2 separate regions of the Oryctolagus cuniculus genome follow, and region 1 is linked to region 2. The links are chromatin contacts, called in public Micro-C maps. All regions are on one chromosome and are shown on one strand. Each heading gives the region's core, a stretch centred on a gene start, on an enhancer-like site or on the middle of the called end of the contact. The rest is flanking DNA. Distances are from core to core; before and after follow the strand shown. Region 1 has its middle 230 kb from the start of TPRG1. Region 2 has its middle 19 kb from the start of TPRG1.

Region 1 (5,746 bases), core at 56-2,555, 210 kb before region 2:
CACTGACCTGTGTTTGTCCCCTGACATACACTGGACCTGTATATTCACTTGAATGATGACTGAATGGTCAACTACCTTTAGCCTGCCTTACATGCATTTCCTAAGGAAAAACTAAATTCTAAGTTCAAGATGCTAGAAACTTGTAGACTCAGAATATAAAGCATGAAATGAATCTGATAGATTGTGTGGTTTAGTTCCTCATTTGATAAAGAAAGCAAACTGAAGTTTAAAGAGACTTATCCAAGGCTCCTGGCCAAAGAAAGATGTAGAGCCAAGGAGCCTTGGGGACAGGGATGGAGCCTATACCTCTATTGCTTTTTGGTTCTCGTGTGTGTGTGTGTGTGTATGTGTGTGTTATATTTTTTATTTTGCTACAAGTTGCAGTTCAGTGTCTAAATTGCAATGAATAAATCTTTTGCTTGGCGACCCAGTTGCTAAGCTTTGATGACATCATTCTTGGACTCAAAAATCTTAGTGGATTTCTGTTACCCATTCATAGTACAAGATTCATTTTGTGTCATTATTTTGGCTCTGTCCATGTGTTCAAGTGATGACCATCACTTTTAAAAGCATTTATGAATTTCATTATGAATGCTGGTAGGCAGCAGTAGATGGGTAGTTTTGTTGAACATTTGGCTAGCTTTGACACACACTTACCTTGGTGAAACTTTTCCTCATTTCTCAGACTTCAGTGACTCTTCTGTGCAATTGCCTGGATGTCATATTTCTTAACTCATTTCCTGTTTTTTTGAGGATTAGGTAATCATTTTTTTTCTTCATAATGGAAAGAAAAATAGAACTGGAAAATGGGGTATTCCAAGTTTTACCAGAGTATGAGCAGTATTTTATAAGGCAAGACAAAGAGATCAATGAACTATCTTTTAGGTCAGCACAGAAGGACTCAGACAATATCAACCCAGCAATTTGGTGAAGGGGGCTGAGATTGGCCTCCCAGTTTCTCAGTGCATCCTCAATTCTGCTCCAAGAGCACCCTCTGCTGGACTTCAGTAGGACCCAATTTCCTCAACCATCTTGGAAATGTGGCCAACTGGAACTCTGGAAAGATGGAAAGGAAGACTGGGGCTCCTTTTGAGCGATGGGTTCCCACTCTAGGAAATTTTGAGTTACCTCTACTTAAATACCAGCCCTCACTGTGGTGCAGTGAGTAAAACCACCACCTGTGGTGTCGGCATTCCATATGGGAACTGGCTATTCCACTGCCGAGACAGCTCTCTGCTATGGCCTAGGAAAGCAGTGTAAGATGGCCTGAGTCCTTGGGCCCCTGCACACACATGGGAGATCCCAAAGAAGCCCCCAGCTCCTGGGCTCCTGTCCTGGCTTTGGATCGGCCCAGCTCTGGCTGTTGTGGCCATTTGGGGAGAGAACCAGTGGATGGAAGACCTCTTTTTCTCTCAATTTCACTCTCTCTGCCCCTGCCTCTGTAACTCCACCATTCAAATAAATAAATAAATACCAGTCCTAAATAAAATGAATCTAGTCCATGAGGTCCTCTCACTTCTTCATTCTTATTCACTCTCTTTCAATTTTTTTTGGTAACTTTAACCCAAAAGATCATCATGTGATGAATAAATGAGACTTAAAGAACAGAACTATAGTTCTATAAGATAGATATAAGATAGGAAGTTTATGTTCTTCTCAAGGCTTACTTGCAAGGTTATAAAGAGTAATTTCTTAGAATAACTCAGTTTCTAACTTCAGATTGTATTACTCCTTTGTTTAAAAAACTATCAGCCATTCATTGCCTACTAAATTAAGTCAGCATTCTTTGCTTAGCATTCAAGATATATTTGTAAATTCATAATACATTATTTTGTTTGCATTTCATTTATCAAAGGTAATAGTATGCTTATTTTAAATAAGAACTTTACCCTGATTCACTTTGTATGAAATGAAAATGTATTGAAATTTTTAAAAAGTCTATTTAAATATCAAGGTCATGTTTCACATTAAAAATAAGGCTCAGCAAACAATCTGTTTATAATTTCTAAGAGAAGACTGTGTATAAATAATTAGCTTTTTGAAAAGAGGCAATAATTGATTTAGCATTTATATTAGCTCTAGCATATTCTCTAGGAGGTAGATTATGTCAAACTTACTTTATATAACAATTTAGGGGGAACTGATAATTTTTGGGAATATATTTTATTGAATAAACATAATGATATGGTAACTACAACCATTATGCCAAAGAATTGAAGAGCACAGCTGGGTAAACCTTAGAGATGGCATCATCTTATAACTCAGATGGTAAAATGAGACCTTGAAAGAATAATTTTCCCAAAGGTTCATGGTCCATAATTCATGGAGATTGAATTGGAATTTGAGTTATCTAATTCTCAATTCAGACCTCTTACCACTACCTAACTATACTTTTGGCTAAATGCCTTTGCTACAGTGGCACGAAAACGGACAAAGGGTAAGAGATTCTTGAAGTGCCATAAAACGCTGCTTCCTAAATCCCCACAAAGTTAAAGGAATTTCCTAATACAGACATTGTCCTGTTCTCCTGGATCCTTAAGAGGCTGAGAATTGGGGCATTCAGATCCTTTCCCTGTGCTGACCCTTCATGCTGTGTACACATGGGCTGGCCAGATGTTAGAGAAATAAAATAAACATTTGCAGCTGTTATCAGGGCAGGGTGGAGCTCATGAGGTTCCCAAGTTTTGATCCAGTGCAACAGAACATATTTGATTTTTATTGCTGCCAAGGAGTTTACTAGTTTCAGATTCCTCTACAAAGTCTGAACTTTGCCATTTGATGTTGAAGCATGCACTGAGAGATGCCAAGGGACTTTGAGTTAACTTGATACCATCACCACAACAGTACAGGTGACTAAAGCAGCTACTGCTTTGTTAAAAACTCTGCAGGCCACCCTCCTCATCTTCTGTTCCCAGTCCTTTATGGAAGTCCATGGTTTTCCCTAATGAGTAGAGGCCTGGAGGGGCGCCATGTGATAGATGAAGTGCCTTAGTGAGAAGAACATGGGTTTTGGATGTTATGTAAGTCCTAGTTTTACTGGCTGTGGTTAGGTATGCTGAATTCTTGTTATCCTTGCCTATTTGTTGAGCTGTTTATTGAAAGATGGAATCTAATCCCAGATTCCTATTTTATTTATACAGAAACTGGGACATGAACTGACACTTATCCGAAGAATACATGTGTTCCCCAAAAGATAATAGTGGGTGATTAATAGTTTCCATGGACATATAACAATAAAAGAGAAATAAATTACATTTGAAGGATCTAGGTTAGATATAAGGAATTTCCTTGGAAGAAGGGGTTGTGAAACTACTGTTTCTTAGAAAACTTTGAAAATATAATGGAGTCTTGCATGTTGAAAGAGTTTAAATGTGGCACTACTTGCCAAACAGAAGACCTCTCAAATTTCTTCCCATTAAAAAAAAAAAAAAAAAAAATCCAAGACTTGAGTTCCTTCTTGCAAAGGGAGTTACGTAGAAAGTCTGACCCCTAGTGGTCACCATCTGTGTGTTGGACCAAAGGGGGAAAAACAAAAGAAACTGTAGACAACCAAGGCTTTGTTTTTGAAATTGGAAGCAAATCTTAGAAGTTCCCTAGTCAAATTCTCAGATTTTATAAACAAAGGAACTTAGACTAAGTGACTAGAGATGCTTCCCCAACATTATCAACTGTGTGGCAAACCTTGCATTAGAGCTCAGGGCTCTTTGTTGATGCTATGAGTTCAAGAGGCAATCCCTTCATCTTACAGTTCTGCCTGGAATCAGCCTTTTGTTGACACAGATAGTAGACAGAACTCAGCTTCTAGGATACAGAGATTTGGTTCTCCTTGTCTCCTTCTCTTGTGCTGAGGATCACTGGATTGTTCAGTAGGTAGCCGTAGCCCCACAAAACTGAAGTCCTCCAGTTCCTTCGTAAACCATGCTGACTGATGCTGACAGGGTGCTAAGTGCTCGTGCCCACAGGCTGCTCTTACCTTTCCTCATGCCTGTCTTTTCCCAAGAGTTGACTTGGATGCATATGAAGGATCAGCAGGCTTTTCCCCAAACCTGTTCATGTAGTTGCATTCATTAATGCAATCATATCATTTAAACATTATGCAAAAACTGTGAGTGGAAATAAAGAGGCTTTTATTTTTTCAATAAAAATTGAATTAGTTTCTTTGGTGAGGTTCAAGGAAGTTGGGTTTCTTGGGTCCCTGCTACCCATGTGGGAGACCTGGAAGAAGTTCCTGCCAGGTTTTTTTTTTTTTTTTTTTTTTTTTTTTGACAGGCAGAGTGGACAGTGAGAGAGAGAGACAGAGAGAAAGGTCTTCCTTTGCCGTTGGTTCACCCTCCAATGGCTGCCGCAGCCGGTGTGCTGCGGCCGGCGCACCGCGCTGATCCGATGGCAGGAGCCAGGAGCCAGGTATTTATCCTGGTCTCCCATGGGGTACAGGGCCCAAGGACTTGGGCCATCCTCCACTGCACTCCCTGGCCACAGCAGAGAGCTGGCCTGGAAGAGGGGCAACCGGGACAGAATCCGGCGCCCTGACCAGGACTAGAACCCGGTGTGCCGGCGCCGCAAGGCGGAGGATTAGCCTAGTGAGCCGCGGTGCCGGCCCTCCTGCCAGTTTTAAAAGTTTTTTTTCTACTGAAACAAAACATAAGCGAAAAGCAAAATAAAAACACCTGAAACTGGAACTAATAGAAGATGCCTTATTGGATACTTGGTTATTCAAGAAAAATAAGATAGAACTCTGGAGGTAGAAAATGCATGCTTAAAAAAAGATACTGATTCTGCTAATTGGAAGGTTAAAAAATATAAATGTGATTCTTAGCTTTTTTAAAAAAAGGATTTATTTATTATTTGAAAGAAATGCAGATAGAAGGAGAGACAGAGAAAGATGTTCCATTTGCTGGTTCACTTCCCAGATGGCTGAAATCAGGTTGCAAGAGCTTCTTCCAGGTCTCCCACATGGGTAGTAGGGACCCAAGCACTTGGGCCATCTTCTGCTGCTTTTCTCAGGCCACTAGCAGGGAGCTGAATTGGAAGTAGAGCAGCTGGGACTCGAACTGGTACCCATATAGGATGCCCAGCATTCAGATGGTAGCTTTACCCACCATGCCACAACACTGGCCCTAGTGATCCCCAGCTTTAACTACATTGCTGGTTAGGTGGTAGTGAACTGTAATGGGTGAGAATGTTTTTTGATTATTAAGAATCAGATATCCAAATTAGGTCGGGGAGAATTGGTTCATTTAATGGCTCCTGATTTCCAATCTCTTGAGGGTTTCCTGTTAGGTCTCTTTTCATTCTTGTAAGTCTATTTTTTGCAAGTAATTCTCATAGGCCCTTTCTCCCTTTACAGTCAGTGAGAATTGTCTTAGAGCCAGGCAATAAGAATGCAGCTTTCATTGCCTATGTTAAATCAATGTTTGTTCACCTTAGCAGACCAGTCACATCCACTCGATATCTTAAGATTGCAACAATAAGGGGCCATATGCAGTTACTATCGATAATACACCCTCATTTTTCAAAATGTAAGAGCTGCAAACATGGACACACTCTGTCCTAGTCTCGTGTTCTAGATAGTACATTATATAGAAACAATATGATTATGCAAAGATGTTCTTGACAGCATTATATATAATAGAAAATACACTAAAAACTACTAAAATATTTAGCAACAGGGTAACCATTTGTGCTATTTTTTTGTAGAATATCATTTGGTAGTGATTGATGTTTGTTTAGTCATGAAAATGATAAT
Region 2 (5,941 bases), core at 2,076-4,575:
AAGCAGTGGAGGATGGTTCAAATGCTTGGGCCCCCGCACCTGCATGGGAGACCCAGAGGACGATTCTGGGTCCTGGCTTCGGATAGGCACAGCTCTGGCCATTACAGCCAACTGGGGAGTGAACCAGTAGATGGAAGACCTCTCTCTCTCTGCCTCTTCTTCTCTCTCTGTGTAACTCTGACTTTCAAAAAATAAATAATTCTTTAAAAGAAAAAAAAAGGAAAATAAAAGTTGAGCTCTGCCAAATTTGGTCTCAAATTCTAACGTAACCTCTGCTCAAGCATGGAGAAAGAAAATGTCTTCAGGAATAGGTTAAGTATAGAAGGGCTGGACTATCATGATGACAGGGGGAGAACTGTCCCTCTCCCTTCTCTCCATAAGCTGCTATACCAGCAATTTCAACATTTGGTTAGAGAACGAGGATTATAAAATAGCAATAAAAAGATTTAAAGAAGTGAAAACCCAAAGACTTTTTTGGCTTTGGGCATATTTTAGTCTGGGAAGTCCTTTGGACAATTTTTCGTTCTGCACTTAGATTGGGATGTCTTCTGTCTGGCAGTCCCTTGGCTTCTGAGGAGCTTCACAGATCAGCACAGGACACAAAGGCAAAGAAGTCAGGGGTTCTATGCTTAGGCATAACTGTTTTCTAGCCTGGAGAAGGAAAGATGACCTATAGCATTTTCAGTCTAGCCAGCAAAGTGCTCTCAAGTAGGGAAGGAGGCCAGAGCCCAGGGAAGGTGCTGGCTTTAAACTATTAGGGTTTTTATCAAAAGGAAATGAAATCAGCATACTAGAGAGATAGCTGTTTCCATGTTCATTGCAGCGCTACTCACACTAGCCAAGATATATAACAATTCAAGTATCCATCAAGGGATGAATGAATAAAGAAAATGTGGTCCATATACATAATTGAAAACTACTCAGTCATAAAAAAGAATGAAATCATTTGTGGCAACAAGATGAACCTGGAGGACATTGTTAAGTGAAATAAGTTAGGCACAGACAGACAAATGCTGCACGATCTCACTTAGACTTGTGGGATCTAAAAAAGCTGGTCTCAGAGAAAGAAAGCATAGCACAGTGGTTCGCAGAGTGTTGGGAAGGTATTAGGGAGGGCAGGTAGACTGTGATATGAGGAATAAGTTCTGGTGGTCTACAGGACAATAGGGCGGCTATAGTTAGAAACATTGCAGTGTGTATTTCAAAATAACTAAAAGAGAGAATTCGGAATGTTCTCTCTACAAAAAAATGATAGATATTTTAGGTAATGGATATGGTAAAAATATCATTTAATCATTATCCAATGTATACATGTATCAAAACATCACATCATGCCCCATCTATGTGTCCAATTATTATGAGTCAATAAAAATAATAAAACTGGAGGAAAAGTAGGTCCTGCATGTTTGTGTGACTTGCTAGCTCCTTGGGTCTGGCAGATGGGGGTGGGCAGGAAGTTAGGGAGATGTGACAGATGCTTACAATCTGTGGGTGTTGCTGGCCAGAAGATGGTCACCTTGTGCTTGTGAAGTATAAAGTCAAACCCAAGTTCCTCTGTCTTGGGACACAGAATGTCCTCTAATCCTTTCTCAACCTACTGGAAGAACGTTTTCCGAAAGCAGTGGAGTATACGGAACACATTAGCTGCCTGGGGTTCTAAATCAAGGTCGTGAATTCCATTGCCATCGAACTTCTTGGTGTCTTTCTGTTTGTCTGCAAGGACAGAGATGAAAGGCGACATGCTAAAGAACCCTACCCCTCCTTCCTGATTGGTAAAAGAAAACTATCCACACACTGCCATCTGGTGGCCACTACTAGTCACTGCAGTTTAAATGAGAAAGTTCACTCAACAAACTTAGAAAGGACTGACCTGCTGCCGGCCAGGAGGACAGCAGAGATAAACAAAACATGGTTTCATGCCCTAAGGGACTCACAATATATTAATGGAAGATAATGACATGTCAACAAATAATTACTACTTGATAAGCACACTTTTAAGAAAAAGCTATGAATGACCTCTCTCACTGGGTGCTTAGGGAAGATCACCTTTGGGCTGGGTTTTAAAGAATGCCTTGTTTAACACCATAACAGGGAGCAGGAAGTCCATTCTAAACACCCGGAATATCACACACAAGTACATGTATAAGTTTAGCTGGTAAGCAAGGAGTAGGAGACAGAAGATACAGACATAATGCCAGTCCAGGCCTTAAATACCTGACCAAAATGAAGAGTCTACTCAAGAGTATTTAGCAGCAGTGGGATCAGATTTGGATAATTCTCAGGTAATAGGATCAGATTTAGGGGTTAAAGCAGTATGGATAACTAGTCTGTACATAGGCTTTTCTAAACCCCCTCATTACCAGAATTTGCCTATGGAAACCCATTATGGGAAGTAGGCAAAACTGTAGCTCTTCTGGTTAACACATAATGAGAGTTCAGAGTCTGGAGAAGAGTCACCCATTGTACTTCTCCCATCCTTGCTACCTGCAGGGGGCTTTGGGCCACACCAGTGGTCCAGTCGAAACTCATTTGGTGGCTGCTGCTACGGAGCATTCCTTACCTCAGATGGCCATCTCTGCTCTGGTTTTAGAGCTAACTATATCCTGTCCCTCCTACGACATGAGATGTTCATAAAATAGGTTCCAGATCTTTTCCTCTCCCATGTGCTGGAGCTGTTTGCAGTTCTGGAGACCTGTTTTATTCATAAATGAACTTTGCCAAACACATAGCCAAATCACCTGCTCCTGTCTCTCAGTTTTATGTTGCTAGAGGATATGTGTTGGGGGGTGGGAGACCAGCCATCTCTGAAGCGTCTATTAAATATCTTTTGTGTGCTGTCCATGTGTTAATTCACATTCAGTATCTACAGCACTTAAGTCATCTTCAAACTACCAGTCATCTAGAGTTAGGAAAAGAAATATTTGGCTCTTATCCAATGGCATGAAAACTGCTGCTTTCATTCTAAGAGCTGCGCTGTGGGAAAGTGTTCAAGAGCCTTTTGATAAGTGGCTGATTTATTAAGAATTCCGGAAGAATTGTAGGACTTCCTATTCTGTAAGTTCGTGTAGCCTCTGGATGGTATTTGCCACAAGAGGAGAGATTTCAGCCCAGGAACTGACCAAGAGTAACCGGTTCCCTGATGGGCAGGGGCTGTTTTGTTCCAGCCGGCATGATTATCTTCTGCCCTCTTCACATCCCCACTTTCAAAAGCAAAACACAAATTCCACCCACCAAACAGCGTTTCCTCTTACTGCTTCTCATGCTCCTTGTCTTTACTCACGCCTTGCCCACTCTCTTTGCACGATGGGGTCAGTTTGCTCTCACTTTCCCACACTAACTTCTCTGTTTCAAGCCTGTGTCCGGAACTGCCTCCCTCTCTCCATCTGGCGGCTGACATCTGCACGTCATTCCAACGCAGGCCCCCACCTTTTCTTAGAGGCCTTTACAAAAAGATGTTAGCTTTCACTCTGACTCCTCCCAGTGCTTTATTATGTACATAGTGTTTTCCACATGGCTGAATAACTACTTTAACATGGATTCTTGCCTGCTTTACCTAGGTTAATTGCTAGTTTCCTGAGAGCACACTAACCAGTGTCAGTCTGTGTACCTAATGCCAGGTTTAATAAATGTTAACTGAGTGGCTATCACACGTTAGAACTAATGGGTCAGCTGTTCTCTGTTTTATTAGACAAAATGGAAATATAACCTCGCCTATTGCCTTTGATAAAGAACAACAAGATGGGAGTGTCTGTGTACTTGCAGACTTCGTGTGGCTGCCTACCATTCACTCCCCTTGTTGAGTTGTCACTGCTCATTTCTGTCCCTGTCTTGCTTCATTAAACTGTGAGCTCCTGGGAGGAAGGAAGCTACAGTGCTTGGTGTGGGAACTAGCTCACAGGGCATGATCAATAAGTATTTTCCCATGCATTCTCCAAGTAGCTATGTGGGTTCATCTGAGTACTGAAGGCATGTGGAACCTCAGTAAGACTTCTGCAAGCCCGCTTTTTTTCTGTAATCATCCTGGATGTAAGTCAGTGAGATAGTGAGCACGAGCAGCGCTACTCACATGCTGTCTCGTGTTGTATGACCAGATCCAGAGTTCTCTGAGGACAGGGATGAGGGGATGTTAGTGCCCAGAGCCTGAGATGGATGACGGTATCTCTGACTCTTCCAGTTCCTGGCTGTGTGACCTGTGCAAGTCTCTCCTTGTAGGGTCCTAGTTTTCCCGTCTGTGAAATGAGAAATTCCTTATTCTGACAATGCCTTGGATTCATTTGGTTTTTGCCTCATTGACCAAAAAAAAACAAAAACAAAAACAAAAACAAAAAAAACTGACTCTGGATGATTGATTAGACCCAATCAATAAATGGAGAATTAGAGTTCAGTTCTGGTTCTCATTGTATTGTTTTGTTTTGTTTGTTTGGGTGCTTTTAAAAAGGGAGAGATAGAGAGGTCTTTGATCTGCTTGTTCACTCCCCAAATGGCTGCAATTCTTCTTGGTCTTTCATGTGGGTGCAGGGGCCCAAGCACTTGGGAATCTTCCGCTGCTTTATCAGACCATCAGTAGGGAGCTAGAGCAGAAGTGGAGCAGCAGGGACACAAACTGGCGCCCGTACGGGATGCCAGCACTGCACACAGCTGCTTATGCCACAGGCGCTGGCCCCTCTCATTCTGTTTTGAAAGTGCCTGGGTAAAGACCTGTGACAATAGTTCAGATGGCACGTGTACCTCCAAAGTGTTCTTGTGGCTTCAGGAACCTCAGGCATTCAGAAAAGCAAGTGGTTTTGTAAGCATAGAGGGCTATATTATTAGGAGCTCACAGCATAGAAAAGGTTGTTATGAGTCGGGAGATATAGCTGATATCCCAGCAACAGTCTTCTCACTTCATAGTCTAAAATTATGTGCTGAGTATTTTGGAGATACATTTTGGAAACACAAATCTGACCCTAAATATAGCCAAAACTGTGGTATTTCAAAGGGCGTTGGAGTTGGGTATTACTTTGTACTTAGTTACTAAAGGTGTTACACTTCTTTGGTTGTGAGAAAGAGAAACCCATTCAAGTTAAATTAAATAATGAATCTGGGAGCCAGGAACTTCACCAAGTTCTCCCACGTAGGTGGTAGAGAACCCTCTAGTTGATCTATCATCTGCTACCCCCCAGGGTATAAATTAGTAGGAAACTGGAATTGAAAGTTGAGCCAGGACCCAAACCCAGGCACTCTGATATTGGATGCAGCATCTCAACTGGCAGCTTACCTGCTAGGCCAAATGCCCAGCCCTAGGTACACATGGCTTATTGAGGGCATGTCTTTAGAAACATCTCTTAGGGAATCAGGAAAACAGAATAAGGAAGGAAAGAGCTGGACAATAATGTGGTCTCAGGTATCACATACCCTTCTGATTCAGGAGAAACCCGGAGTATAACTCATGCTGAGTGTTGTCCCAACCTGAACCAAGATATTATTTTTACCCCATTATCAGTTAATCACTGAATGTGTGGTGAGTCCACTGTCATCAGCCTGGGAAGTTCTTGCAAGATCAAGTGTGTAAGCCATAAGCTATAGCACCTGCAGTGGTTGGGAGATAGATGCCCCAGTGGCTTTTGGGATCAGGGTAGAGCAGCAACAGCATTTACAGGGACCCCTGCATGTTTGCTCTGGAGAGCTTGGCTGCAGGCAACAGAAATTCTGGCTAGTATAAGTGAAAAGAGGAACTGATTGGAAAGTATGGAGCACTGACTGATCTGAGCAGAGGCAAGAAGATCAGACCATGAGTAGAAGCTAAGGCAGTCTTAGGGTACCAAGACTTAGAGGATTCTCTTACAGTGAGGGTTTTCCAGCCACAACTGATTGGTCAGGGCTAAAACACAAACATCATGACTGAATGTCACCAGGCATTGCCATATCCATTCTAAATGAATCTTCATTGTTCCTCCAAAGC

Evidence for each region. A called contact is a pair of places that touch in the nucleus more often than the background predicts.
Region 1: a Micro-C map of ear pinna shows a contact between it and region 2, with 5 times the contacts expected there. The contact joins two enhancer-like sites. A contact is called at or near these places in 4 of 6 Hi-C or Micro-C datasets (ear pinna, psoas muscle, skin fibroblasts and 1 more).

What each region holds. Positions count from the first base shown.
Region 1 is chr4:90,685,125-90,690,870 of mOryCun1.1, reverse strand. No RefSeq gene overlaps it. Among named protein-coding and RNA genes, the nearest start is that of TPRG1, 230 kb to the right of the region's middle. Within about 2 kb of position 1,305, at least 2 of the 8 cell types and tissues checked have an H3K27ac peak or open chromatin away from gene starts, as enhancers often do. A contact at or near this core is called in ear pinna, where this site is marked.
Region 2 is chr4:90,473,890-90,479,830 of mOryCun1.1, reverse strand. No RefSeq gene overlaps it. Among named protein-coding and RNA genes, the nearest start is that of TPRG1, 19 kb to the right of the region's middle. Within about 2 kb of position 3,325, at least 1 of the 8 cell types and tissues checked has an H3K27ac peak or open chromatin away from gene starts, as enhancers often do. A contact at or near this core is called in ear pinna, where this site is marked.